Regions from separate parts of the Gossypium hirsutum genome. Here region 2 is linked to region 1. Evidence: chromatin contacts called from public Hi-C data. All regions are on one chromosome and are shown on one strand. Each heading gives the region's core, a stretch centred on a gene start, on an enhancer-like site or on the middle of the called end of the contact. The rest is flanking DNA. Distances are from core to core; before and after follow the strand shown.

The links. A called contact is a pair of places that touch in the nucleus more often than the background predicts.
Region 2: a contact with region 1 is called in a Hi-C map of leaf, with 2.3 times the contacts expected there. The contact joins the promoter of LOC107921752 here to the promoter of LOC107921257 in region 1. A contact is called at or near these places in 3 of 34 Hi-C or Micro-C datasets (leaf and seedling).

The regions. Positions count from the first base shown.
Region 1 is chrD01:47,757,361-47,764,334 of Gossypium_hirsutum_v2.1, forward strand. LOC107921257 (homeobox-leucine zipper protein HOX3) reads left to right here and starts at 4,570. Exons shown (of 4, transcript XM_016851134.2): 1 at 4,570-5,043; 2 at 5,296-5,492; 3 at 5,646-5,725. The coding sequence starts at 4,956.
Region 2 is chrD01:48,251,056-48,258,775 of Gossypium_hirsutum_v2.1, forward strand. LOC107921752 (proline-rich receptor-like protein kinase PERK2) reads right to left here and starts at 5,972. Exons shown (of 1, transcript XM_016851568.2): 1 at 5,052-5,972. The coding sequence starts at 5,669. The coding sequence ends at 5,235.

The DNA.
Region 1 (6,974 bases), core at 3,320-5,819:
ATTTTTATTATTAATATATCTTTATAGTTTGAACTTTTTTGAGCTGCGCAAATCAGGGGCAAATGAAACTTGAGACTAGGGGTGAGCAAAATTCGATTCGATTCGAAAAACTCGATAAAAATTTAAATTTTGAATTAAATAGTTTGAGTTATTTGAGTTAATCAAGTTATTTGGATCAGTTCGAATAAAAAATAAAGTTTTTCGGTTTAACTCGAATATGAATTACACAATTCGAGTTATCCGAAAATCTGAATAAGAAAATGCAAAACTACGTCTTTTTGATAAATATTTACCTTTTCTAAAGTTAAAAGTCAAAACCATTAAGTTAAAAGACAAAATTACGTTGTTTTGATAAAGAATTACTCGTTAAGTTAAAATGTAGAATAATTATATTGTTTATCTAGTTAAATAATCTTGTACTTTGTCTACTAATTAAATAATCGGTCCATATAAACGCAACATTTAGTATAAATAATATGATTCGTTAACTTGACTCGAAATTTTTTGACTCGATTCAATTTGATTCGAAAAAAATTTAAATCAAGTTCGGTTGCTAGAATAAGATTCCTCAATTCAACTAACTCAAATTTTTTGACTTGATTCGACTCAATCCGATCAAATACTCATCCCCACTTGAGACGATAGGGTCAGCGGTGCAGTGTAAATTACCAAGAAAGCAAGATCGTTAATGTTTTTTTTTAAATAAAAAATGAAAAAGATTCTATTGCATTTATCTTAGGGAAAATTTCAGGGGATTTTACATGTTCAAACATGTGGACTAGGATTTTCTTTCAGAAAGTTGTTTAACTAGAAATGAAAGTTCCTGCTATAATATTAAATGTTAAGGTATAACTTTCGTCCAACTCCCTATTATTACCACTTTTACCTAGTATTCAAATCTAGGAATTGAAATTGGAAAAATAAAAACCCGAATTATGTGACATTTATTGACGAATTTATTGTATAATTAAAAGAAAAAGAAAGTGTAAGTTATGAGTCAAGAAGGGGTTCATTGAATTAAACAAAGGTTAATTTGTTTTCCTTCGTATGGAGTTAACTGTACACTAAATTAATAAAATATAAAAAATTCTATCTAAAAAATGAAATTAGTCTTCGATATTTTTAGTATTAAAACTAATTAATAATAATATGAGTTGGGGGAAAACACAAGGAAATTGCTTTGCAATGTGGACACAGAAAAACTTGGGGAGGTCAAGGTCCCAAGTCCCAACTTCAAATCCAAGTTGATGATTAGATTTCTTTTGCCACCTAAAACATGCAAAACCCCTGGAATGTGCAATTGACTTATTTTATATGATCAGTCAAATTTGGCCACACCAACACTTTGCTTCATTTGTCCCCTTTTCCTTTCGTTTCTATATTAGTGAGTCAAACCATGAGGTTAATTTTAATTCTTCACTAAATAATTAAACCATTTTTCTTTAATAATCTTTTGGTTTACCATTTCTTTTTCTTTTTCATTTAAGGTAATTCACACAGTTGATCAATTAATTTTCATATATTTTCATTTTAGGCAATCAAAAATAAAATAAAAATTAGCAATTTAAGTAATGGCGTTAACAATCATTTTTAGTTTAGCCATTCAACTTAAATAAGTTTTTAGTTTGGTCACTCACTTTAATTCAATGTTATTGTACATTCATTTTAGCTACTAAACTTTAATAATTTTCATTTTGGTAACTCATTTTATCTTTTGCACAATTAAGTTGATTTTGCTTCAAAAAAACTATCTAATTTTTACACGAAATTGAGTTATTTAGTTGTAGAGATAAAACCCAAGTAATAATAAGTAAATTAAAAAGATAAAATATTTTTTCATGTAAAAAGCCAAGTAATTTTCTATAAATCCCTAGAATTTTCCCATTTATTAGAAAAAAATTAAAAATAATTCTAAAAGAGAAAAAATAAAAAAAATAAAAAATTAATTTTTCCTTATAGAAACTTATATATAGCGCGATTAGTGCAACTCAAATCTAAGTTATATTTAAAGTAATGAATACCCTTAACCGTCATGCTATTACACGGGGTTGAGGCTAATTTAACATTAAAAGCTTGGTTTAGAAAAGAAAATGGTTTGAAATAACGTGTATTTAAAAAGTGGTGCGGGAAAGATGTGAGTTTGTAAATAGGTGCAGTAATAAATTGAAATATATAAAAAATTAGATATATGAGGATACCAAAATCATTTTATCCTAAAGCTAATTTTCAAAAGCAAAAACATATAGTTCTTAAACTTTTTATTTGCCAAACCATTATTTTTTTAATTTTTAATTTTGGTGAAAGCCAAACCATTATTTTAATAACAAAAGCTAAAATGTTTTAGCCGGTTTCGCATTTATTTTGTTGTGAAGCAAGAGCTTTTTGATATGGATTCGGATTTAGTAACTGAAAAAAATAATTTATTTTTATAAAACGCTTTTAATATATTTATTACTTTTACAAATAAAAATTCAATGAATTGGACCAAACTTGACAAAATTTAGAGTGTAGACAAGTTTAACCTTAGTTAAAGATTAATCAATAACATTCAATCCTTTAATTTTGCATTTATTACATATCAATTAGATTTTCTTTTTTCAATATCAGAGTAATTCACCGCTATAGTATTAATTCTTTTTATGTCCATGTTATATGAAATGGTAATTGATGAGTTATTTTATAAGAGGATTAAATTTATATGATTAAGAAATGAGATGAATAATTATCACGCCACATTTATCAATTATAAATTTGGTTGGTGTGCATTTTTTTTGGTAAAAAAAATCCTTACAATTTTATCACCTAATGTTTAGGGTATTTTCATTTTAGTTACAAGTGCTAAATCCTTAATGATGCTAACAATACATGCCAAATCATGCCCTCATCATGTTTACACTTTCATTTTAGTCATCCAATATCTAGGTCTTTTTAATTTTGGTCACTGAAAAAATTATTTTTTAAAGTCTTGATCGGGGTAAAAAATTTAAGGATTAAATTGAAAAAACAGTAAAAGCTAACATAATGCATTAAAATTGTGCTAAATTGTATTTATTGATCTCATTGCTGAAAATTCTAATTTTTTTAATATTGAAATTTTAAATTTCAAAATATCAAAATCAGTTAAATAAATTATTAAAATTTTTTATCTATTGATAATTTTAATGGATTTGTTACTATAATATTGAAATTAATTAAATTTATTTATTTTAAAATTTAAAATTTTATTTTATGTTTACAAAGTATCTTTAAGGAAATCAACTCGAATAATTCATATTTAATAATTGTCTAGGAAACTTAATTTTATTATTATATAATTTCAAATTTTTCATGCTAAGCTAAAAGGAAAGATTGCAATTAATTAAATTAATTGCTTGTTATTCATTAAAGAAATGATGAAAATAATTATGGATTTTGTTCGGCTTGGAAGATAAAATTAATTAATTTAATTAATTGTAATGATTTTTCTTTTCTTTTAGCTTAGCATGGAAGATTCGATATTATATAATCAAAAGAAATTTGAGTTTTGTAGACAATTATTAAATATGAGTTATTTGTTTTGATTTTAATTTGAGAAAATAAAATAAAATTTAAATTTTAGAAGAAGATTAAATTAATTAATTAATTAATTTAATATTGTAGTAACACATCCTCTCACACCATCAATGGCTATGAAATTTTCATTATTCAATTGATTTTGATGTTTTAAAATTTAAATTTTCAATATGAAAAAATAAAATTTTTGATAAGGGAGTAAAGACAAATTTTAATGCATTATTTTAGTTTGTAACAGTTTTTTAATTTTAATGTTTAATATATCTTTTATTCCAATCAATACTCAAAAGAAGATATTTTTAGATAACAAAAATGAAAAGAAACTAAAAATTAGATGAAACATGATATGATGTTAGAGATTTAATACTTAAATAACTGTAATGAAAGAAATTGATGATTAATGGTATAGTTACTTAATTTGTTATTATACTTACCAACTCCACAAAACATTGAATAACGTTTTTTTCCAATTAATGGATGAAACTTACCAAATAAATGGAAAGTTTTGAGGGAAATATACAAGTTAATAATTGTTGTACAATTAAGTATGGGTGTAAAAAGGTAGAAGCAATAAAGAAGAGTGAGAGAGATCCCTAAAACATAAACAAAAATAGTCCTAGGCTTACACAGCCCTTACCCCTTGTTTCCTCTCTCCCATTTAATGTCTTTTAATTTGTTTCCCCATTCTTCTCCCTTTTGCATTTATGCTCTAATACGTTACAATTCCTCTGTACACCCTTCCAACATCATTAATTTGCGCCCTCGCAATAATTATTCATTTGACACTTTCTGATTATTAAAATCATACATTGATCACCAAAAAGGTCAGCCAAATGAATGGCCCAGATGCCTCCATCACCATGAAGATGTAATGAGGCTGAGGTGTAGGGTATAGGAAGGGCACCTCCAAACCAATAGGCTCCCCAGTCTAAGCTCCCAATCATTTTAAGCTGACTTTTGAACCCAACAATGAGACTCCTCACTTTATAAACAGCGAAACATACCCCTTATTGTACTACACCACCTAAGATTTTCCAATATCTATCTGATATGATACGTGTCTCACATCAGATGGGGTCAGGCGTTTGACTTTGACGACCACAGTCAAAAACCCTAGCTAATTTTAATATTTTTATTTTGCTTTCCTTTTTCCTCATTAAAATATTTTTATTATTCATTTACTGTATCTATTTATTACTTAAGACTTTTATATCTATCACACCATCCCCCCATCTTTTTCCTCCTTCCTTCGTTTCTTTTCATATTCTTGTGCTTGTTATTTGTCTCCTTTTGTTTCCCTTTTATTTATTTATTTATTTATTTTTATCTTTTTTATAAACTTTACCTTTTATCTCCTTAAAATCAATCGTTATCTTTCTCTTCTTTGTTCTTCTGCAACTTTCATGGCGGTTTTACCCACCGGCTCTTCACACTTGGAGTTGACGATATCTGTTCCTGGTTTCGCTTCTTCCCCTTCTTTCCCTTCTTCTGGTAAGCCGAAAATATTGTTTGCTTCTTAATACTGATAAACATAGACACACACACATATGTCAACCCTTTTAGTATCATCAGTCTTTGATCTTATGCTATACCCGGATTCCATGCATGGTTTCCAGAAAAATGTTTTTTTTCTTTTCTTTCTTATGCTTTTTAAGATGGTCGTCCCCATGGGTGATGAAAATAGATTGATTTTGCATCAAATTTGATTTATTTACCTCGTTTCTTTTTAATATTACGTTAAAGGTGATCAAGGGGGTTGTACGGTGAGAGATTTGGATATAAACCAAGTACCAGCAGAAGATGAATGGATCACAGCAAGCATGGAAGATGAAGAAGAAAGCTGCAATAATGGTGCCCCTCCTCGAAAAAAGCTTCGTCTTACAAAAGAACAGTCTCGCCTTCTTGAAGAAAGTTTCAGACTAAACCATACCCTAAACCCTGTATGTAAAATTTTCAAACTAGTACCCTACCCTTTCCAAACTTATTAATTAACACCAAACTAACATTTTCCCTCTTTTAACATAAAAAATACCTCATAAATTCATCACACCATCTCTTTCATTTAATGTCTTTTTGGATTTTTGTGTTTTCAGAAGCAGAAAGGGGCATTGGCTTTGCAGCTGAAGCTTAGGCCAAGGCAGGTTGAAGTTTGGTTCCAGAACCGTAGGGCCAGGTACCCTATACGTATACACATATGCATATACATAAATTAATATATATATTTTTTACATTTAAATGAATTCTCATTCTTTTTTTTTTCCTTTTCAATGAATCATTATTTCGTTGGTGGTGTTACTAAAGTAGCTTAGGGTAGATATATATAACAGAATAAATAAAACTTAATCAATAATTCCATCGGTATATTTTTCTCACACTAATAATATAGGTAGAAATATTTGAACAAAAGATTTTGTTTCAAAGATTTAGTTATTAGAGATATAATAATTTATGATGCTAATCAGTCTTAGGCCTGTTTCTCAAAGCTTAGATTCATTTTTATGGGGTTCTCTTGTCATTTCCCTGACAAAACGGTTGTCTTTGGACGTTGATATATCACTATCACTCTGTGATATACATTTTATTAGAGTAATTAAAAGCAAGCTATATATACAACACCACGTTGTCACCGTAAAATTCTATGAATTTATTCAGATTTTTAGGGCCTTCAAACAACTTGGAACAAGTTACAGGATAACTATTATTATTATTATTATTTATACTATATATCATTTTTTGTCGTGTATGCATGACATAATAAGCAAAACAAACATTTTGCCATTCGTTGTCTTTATGGCCTTCCTTCACTTATCTTTCACCTAAAATTTCATATGATTTTATGCTGCAAAAGGAAGTTGCAGTTTCTTATTTTCATCAATATAATTTTCTCATTGCAAAACTTAATTAGCATAAAATTTAGATGAATATAAAAATAAAGTAAGCAATAAAACCGGGTAGATAGATAGATGTAGAACTATTTCATTAAGTCCTTTTTCTTATTATTTCATAGACGCAAAAGCAATCATCCATGTATAATCACAAAACCAGGTTATAGAAACAAAAAACGACACACGACCGAAAAGCAGATCAACAGACTTATGAAGAACTAATGATGTGGTCTGATTTCATAAGCTGATAATAGAGAGCATGGGGGATTAAAAAAAAGAAGAAGAAGAAGAAATGGGTATTATCACAATGATGGCAGCAAATTAAGAAATATTGCTTGTCTGCTTCAGGCCCGAATGGTAGTCAGATCATCATCATCATCATCATCCCCCTTTTCTCTAATAAAGTCGTGGTTTGACCCATCATTCTTTGGACTTAGCCATGCATTGATGAATTATTACATACGTGTATTACATTATTGAATGAAATGAGTGAAGGGAAAGATAGGTTGGTATATTATAATCATGCATGTTCTTTTG
Region 2 (7,720 bases), core at 4,722-7,221, 500 kb after region 1:
TGAGTCTGCTTTTAGCATAAGGAAGAAAGTTATCACACTTTTGAAGAGTTCACTTAAACAAAAAACAATTCAAGTCGTTGTTTGCTTTGATTGCTGGATGCAAGCTAAAGGATTTTCAATGAATAATTATTATTCTTGTTTTGTTGTTATAATTTTATATCATTTCATCAATTTGATTATCTAATTATTTATTCTTATTTCATATTAGGAATGGATTGAGCGAATAATGAGGGTGATGATTCTTCGAATGCTTTCTAGGTTACCTTCCTAATTGTTGACAATTTAATTTAGTTTATGATTTATATTTTATTATAAAATTAAATATGTAGTTTTTGGTGCTATATATATTTGTTGTTTATAGCTTGTTATATATAGTTGTTATTTTTAGTATTTTTTCACTGTTATTTTTCTATTGTATTTAATTTTGTTTCGTTGCCCTTTTTTTATGTCATCTCGTTGCGATTTTGTTGTTATTTTGCTGTCATTTCGCTATTAGATTGCTACTATTTTGTTGTTATTATTTAAATATTGTATAACTCTTGTTTTATTGTTAATTTTGTTACTACTTTAGAGGCATTTGCTTGCTAACTTGCAATTATCTTAATGTTATTTAAGTATAAAGACTTTTTTTTAATATATTTTCAATTTGTTGAGAAACATTTATGTAAAAAAAAATTAATGCAAGCAGGCTCGGCCCGAGCCATGATCATGTTTACCAGAGAGTGATCAAAGATTATTTTAATTGATGATAAGATAATATAATATTATGATTTTTGTAATTTTTTTAAAGTTGTTTATACTGTGGGAAATACTCTTAAAACAAATTCTTTTTTTTTTATCTATTTGTTATTTGTTTGATGTAGGTGAAAAATATTTTGTGGGTTTGTTTTGAAATGAAAGTAAAATTCCATCAATTATCTTTTATCTCTATTACTAAATACATTTATTAATTTAGTTTAAACATTTTTCATAATTGTCGTGAACTATTATTATGATTGTTGCATGTTACTTTACCTTTTTCTTTTCAAATTAATATTATAGTTTACTATACGTAACAATAATTTAAAATAAATTATTTAAAAAACTAATTAAAAATTAAATGCACAAAATCACTTGCAATACATGTGACATTAGAAACTAATCTATATTAAAAGAGACATATAATTAGACACGACTATAATTATTATACAACAAATTGAATATTGACCATATACATGGAAAGACATTAATATTTAAAAAATCCACATAAGATATAAACTAAATTTAAAAATATTAAGGAAAAGGACTAAATCAAGAAAAGATTAAAATTGTGAATTAATGATGGAATTAAAACAAAATTTAAAGCTAAGGGGCCTAAATGGAAAATATCCACAATTACAAAATATCATCTTCCCTCCATATGTGAATGATAGAATTTGGGAGATGGAATCTTAGCTGAATTGACATAGGTATTATTGTCAATGTAAGAAGATGTGGGTTTGAGTGCACTGAAGTGCATTATCCTCCTATTTATGGGTTGAAAAGGAGCTATGGGTAGTTCTAGACATTGTGTCAAAAAGAGCAAATATGATAAGAACTTATAATTAGATTGTTAAAAAAAAATTTGACCATTGATTATAAATTTTCCCTACAGAAGGCAAAATGTCGTATAGTGATTGTGCAACTTAAAAGCGCTTCTTTTTCAGTTTTTTAATGATTTGATTTGTATTTAGGGGTAAAGTCCCGTACTTTGTGTGATTTTTCACTTTTATTGAGATATATAATAGGCATTTTTTTGGCCTTCCAACTTTACAAAAAATTATTTTAGCCCTCTATTTAATTGTTTTCCTCTTTTAGTCCTTGAACTTATATTTTTTTGTTAAATCATCTTAAAATAGATGGAAAATATAATGTTTGTTAATTTTGCTAACGTGGTATACAAGTGAATTATCACGTAGATGATACATCAGCATTTAATTATTTTTTAAAAAATATTTTTTTTATAACTTTAATGATTTTTAATTTAAAAATTAGTTTTGTAACTTTTTAAATTTTAAAAAAATTAATTAAATATTAGTGTACCATCTATGTGACAATTCACATGTATGCAACGTCAACAAAGTTGAAATCGTTAATTTTTTCTTTAATTTTAAGGTGATTGGATAAAACACAAATTTAAAGATTATAAAGAGAAAAAAAAATTAAATAGATAGTTAAAATAATTTTCTTTTATAATCATTATGCGTATATAACAAACTATAATGAATGCAGGAAGTCCCACGAGATATTTTATTAATAAATTGTAATCATAACTATATATAAATATATGTTACATTTTGGGTTTATTATATTTTTTCAAGCTAATTTATTGTTATTATAAATTACTTTAAAGATAATTCAATAATAAATATCATTAATTTTTTTATATTCACTTAGACTTTTTGAAATTCATTAAATTAAACAAAAAAATTGCATCTTAATCAACTAAACCAAAATAAAAAATTAGCATTAATTTTTTGAGAGGGATCCACTTACACAGTATAAAAAGTAAAGTAATTTTATACACTTTTATAATTATTTATATGATTAATATTTTAATGATACAACTGTTATATTTCATAGTCTATTCATGTAGATCACGCATGTCAAATTTGATATAAATTTAAAATTTTTATCCCTTTGTCTTATGTAAAAAAAATTCAACTGTCGAAAATATATTAATATATAGATTATTTTAGATCGATATGATAGAGATATTGGATTGATTCGAAAATTTACATGCATGACAAGTATAATTATATTAATAAATTCAATAGTTGGATCATTAAAATATTAATCATATAAATAATTACGAATGTGTGTAAAATTAATTTACTTTTTACACTGTATAAATTGATCTCCTTCCCTATTTTTTGGTATAAATAATATATCCTCTATGTCCATTTTATAGTTTAGAAGACTAATTCTTTTGGAGATTTGTGGTTCTTGCTTTCAACAATATCATTTCTAAGATTCGAATTTGCGTTCTCTCTTGAGAATGCAATGTATCTTACCACTATAACTAATATTTACCGATAAAAAATGAATATTATTAATAATATGTTAAATACCCTAAAAAGATATTTTTGTTATCAGTAATAAAATATTACTTTTACCAAACAACCATTAAGAATGTAGATGTTTAAATTACGTTAAAAAAATAAAAAAAATTACAATAAAATAAAAAAGGATAAATTGCATTCAAGGTCACTAAATTATTAGTAAGCTTATTTTTTGGTCACTCCACTTCAAAAAATTATAAAAGGGCCACCAACTATTCGATAGTTTTAATTTAAGTCACTGAACTATTCAAAATTTTTTATTTAATCACTTATTTGTTAATTTTTTAAAAAATAAAAAGCCTGACTAGCAAACTTGAAGCGACAATTCGACAATCATTATGGTGGATCAGTACCCATTGACGAGTAGAAAAATATATCTTATGTTTGGATCTTGGTTCAAGGATTTGTGATATTCAAAACTATTTTATGAAAGAAAAAAAACCAAATTGTAGAAGAGAAATGAGAATGAGAGCTTTCAATTGGTGCAAGTAATATAAACAAAGAAGACCATACAATAGCGATTTTAATAACCCAATGATTTAAATAAAAATTTTAAATAATTTAATAATTATTTTGTAATTTTTTATAATTGAGTAACTAAACGTAAATTTAGTAATAGTTTACTGACTTTAGGTGTAATTTAACCAAAAGAAAATCAAGAGCTATGCATAGCCTAGTATGGTACATGATGACGTGTAACGTAACAAATTTAGCGTACAAAAAGCGGGACCCGTAATTTGGTGTCGAAATCAACATTGATCTCTTTCTGATACATTTTCATCATCAAATCAATCATATGGTTATAATCTTGTCTTTTGCTTTACTTTTCTCTTTCACTTTTTCATTTTATTCTTTGAAATAGAAGTTTTCAGAAAATATAAATTTATGGTTTTTTATGAATAATATATCTAAAATTAAAGATATAGGTATTTACTCTTTTTTCTAAATCATAACTATTATATAAAAATGATATTTTAGTTTTTAAATAGTTTAATATTCATAAATTTATTCTTTTATCACAATTTCATTTTAATTTTAGTGTTTATATCTAAATACTTTCGAGTAGCTCAACTTTGAAGAATATCTATTCAATAGATTTTTAAAATTAGAAACTTTATTATACACGTATATTTGTGGAAAACATATATTTAGAATATGGATTTGTGTTTGAAAAACAATATAATAAATAATGAAATATATTATTCAAAACTAATTAATAATAACACATTAAATATTTACAATATTAAATAAAAGATTTAGATTAAAATATAAGTAAAATTAAATTTAAACACATAAATATATTAAATTAAGATTACTAAATAAATATAGTTATTTATTATAGATTATCGGACTAGATCTATTGATAATTTTTTATGTATACAAAATTAAATTAAATTATTCCCTCCAAAACAAATGAAATTTAAAAAAACCATCAAACAATACAAACTTCAAAGGTAAGTAAGGGTGGGTTTGAATTGCGATTGGGTGCGGTGCGGTGCGTTTAGCTTACTTTTTCTCTCACGTTACAGTATCACTATAGTATCTAATCTTACCACCACCGCTGTTTTTACACTAACCACAAGTAAACACACCGCTTATCCAAACTCACCCTAAATGCTTGATTTTGATAGTGAAAAATGGCTGCAAAATAGAATAGAAGTAGGAGTCCATGAAATAAGAGCAGTTGGCTACCACAGGCCTCATGTGTCCAACTAAACACCAACGTAAGAGCGTCGTCACCGCCCAACTAACACTGGGCCTAAATTGGTTCCTTTTTTTCCTCTTAATTTATTTCTGAACGGCAACCGCTGCCTGCTGGACTGCTTTGCTCGGAATCCCATCACCTATTCAAATCTCACTAATAATCTCGTTTCTCTTATAAAAAAACTATTAATCAACCAAACTTAAATATACTAAGTAAGAAGACGTTTATCGAACCAGAAAAATGAACAGCCATTCAAAATCAGGTAATTTATAGGTAAAGCTAATTTTCCGAACTTTTATCATTGAACAATATCATGAAACAGCAAGTTCAATAACTATTGTAGGTCCTAAAACTTTCTGTTTGGACAAAATTATATTCTTGTCCTAAGAAAAGGAATTTGTACTTACTATATCCAACTTGTTGTACAAGATCCTAGGACCTTACAAACTTTAAAAAGCGAACAGGAGAGATAATCCACAAACCAGACCCAATAACCCCACAGCGACATTCCGGTTTGCACCGCCGAAATTTTGGTCAATCGAGTACAAATTCCCTGGTGAACCGGGTATGTATATAAAGGATGGTGGACTAGGCGGTATTGGCGGTGGTGGACAGTATTGGGTTGGCGGCTTTTTTGGTGTAGGTGGAGGCAGTGCTGGGGGTGATGGTGGTGGAGGGCATGGTGGCGGCAGTGAGGGTGGTGGAGGACTTTGTATACATGATGGGGTACACTTGACGCCTTGACCACCTGGAACAGTGCTGTCATCAAGCCTCCTTGATTCCATCCCGTTGATGGGATATACAAAGATGGTGATGGCAAAGAAAATGGTTAGTGATGATAGAATTTGGTGAGGATTGATCCAACGGTGTGTTTTCATCGACATGCTGCCAAATCCTGCTGATGGAACTCCCAAAGCTTTTAGCTAAAATGAATGAAGAGGATCGATCTTTTTAATTTGTGGAAGATGTGGTGGAAATAAAGAAAAAGTTTGGAAGAACTAGCGGTGATGTTACGTAATTTGGTACATCAAAGACTTTGAAAGACTAAAAAGTGAAATTGATTTTGATGAAATTGGGCTCTACGAAAGAATGAGTTTTAGAGGGCTATCGAGACGTGTTTTTAAGGGCACTTTTCTGTTTTTTAATCTTTTTTGTTTTCCAGTAAAGGAGTCTCGTTGCCTTGTTTCACAAGGGAATCCCGTTGCATGTGGAAATTATGCATGATCCAAAAATGAAGGGACCCATTATATACACTTTCCCCGGTCATCATTAATTTCTAAATAGTGTATAAACCTATGTATTTCAATAATTAATTGGTATTTATTAATACGAAATCTTGCATAATTAATGTATATCATATCATATTTTTCTTTATTTTGTATTTAATTTATTAGCACGATATCATATTATAGCATGTCTTTTTTTTATTTGTGCATCTAATTTTTATTATAAATAGGCTATATAACTTAATGTAAATTAAGAAGTAATAATTATCTTTTACACATAAATTCATTTCTCTTTTTTTTCTTTAAGTTTTTGCAACAGTATTGTCTTTTTAAATAAGGATATATGATTGATTTGAGTTGTTGAAGGGAGTTTTAGTGAATTCAAGTTTAAATCACATATTTATTTTATATTTAAATCATAATGTCAGACAAACGAAAATGAAAGGTTTACTCAAATAGTGAAGGTGGTGAGTGCTCCTTTCATCAGCAAACAATGTACAAATTCCATGGGCAGATGATGGACTTTGTGGTCACTCACAGTCCCAATTCAAGGGTGGGAACCGGGGGAAGGGTTAATATCTTGGACTCTTGCGCACCGTTTTTGGTCACTACTTTATCTCAGGATTCTGTTCCTTTTTCTCTAATTATCACTTTCGTCCAACTTCTTCTCGTGTAATTAAAAGAAAAATTACATGTTTTTCCTCCTAATCTTCACAATTTCCCTTTCTACTTCATCTGTTGTGGCTTGTAATTTTCATCATTTTTGGTACTTCTTGGAGTTTCTTTTAGAAAAGTTTTCTATTGTTGGTAAAATATGAAGAATATGTTAAAGATAATGCCTGGGTTAAAGAGGTTTTGAGGTGTTGTCAGTAATGGCGCAATATGACATTTTACCGATAAAAGGCCCAACAGAAGAAAAGGAAACTGGGATAAAAGCAAGATATGATCATAAATGACTTAAATTTATAAGAGTGCATCGAAACCCCAAAAAAATGTTGGATCTTTAGTGACAAAAGGATGAACATCCCATCCAAATGAATGAAGCATAAAATCAACTACTTGAAATGCAAGATATTATAAAACCCATAGTAATTAATAAAAAAGGTTCATCATATAAAACTATTGGGTAAACTACTAAAGTAATCACTTTTGTTTGCTTTAGTTACATTTTAGTCACTTATGCTTGAAATGTTACATTTTAGTCACTTAGATTATCGATTTGTAACATTTAGTCACTGAGCTATTAATTGTCATTAATGGTGTAATGGTAAGCTGATGTGGCATGTTTAATCATCATCTCAAACAAAAATTTTAGGTTAAATTATACAATTGGACTCTATATTTTTTTCGCTTTGAGCAATTTAACTTTTTTTCTTTATTTTTTCCATTCTCTTATACTTCTCCCTCTGTTTTCTCCATTCTCTATTTCTTTTAACGTAGTATTTCTATGTTTTCCATTTCCTTTAACATAACTTTTTTATGCTTTTGAAACAAGAAAAGGCGGAAGTTGAAACCAAAATAAAACTTGCCTCGCACATTCTCACCATCATCATCCACTACCACTTTGACAATCCAATTTGGATCTTTCAATGTCCTAGTCCACAAGCTTACCTCACTCGAAGACCTCGCCAGTCTTGACTTATGGCGGTCCACCCTCACAAAGGTTTCTCGAGCCCATTCTTTCAACCTTCTAACTAACCCTATGACCA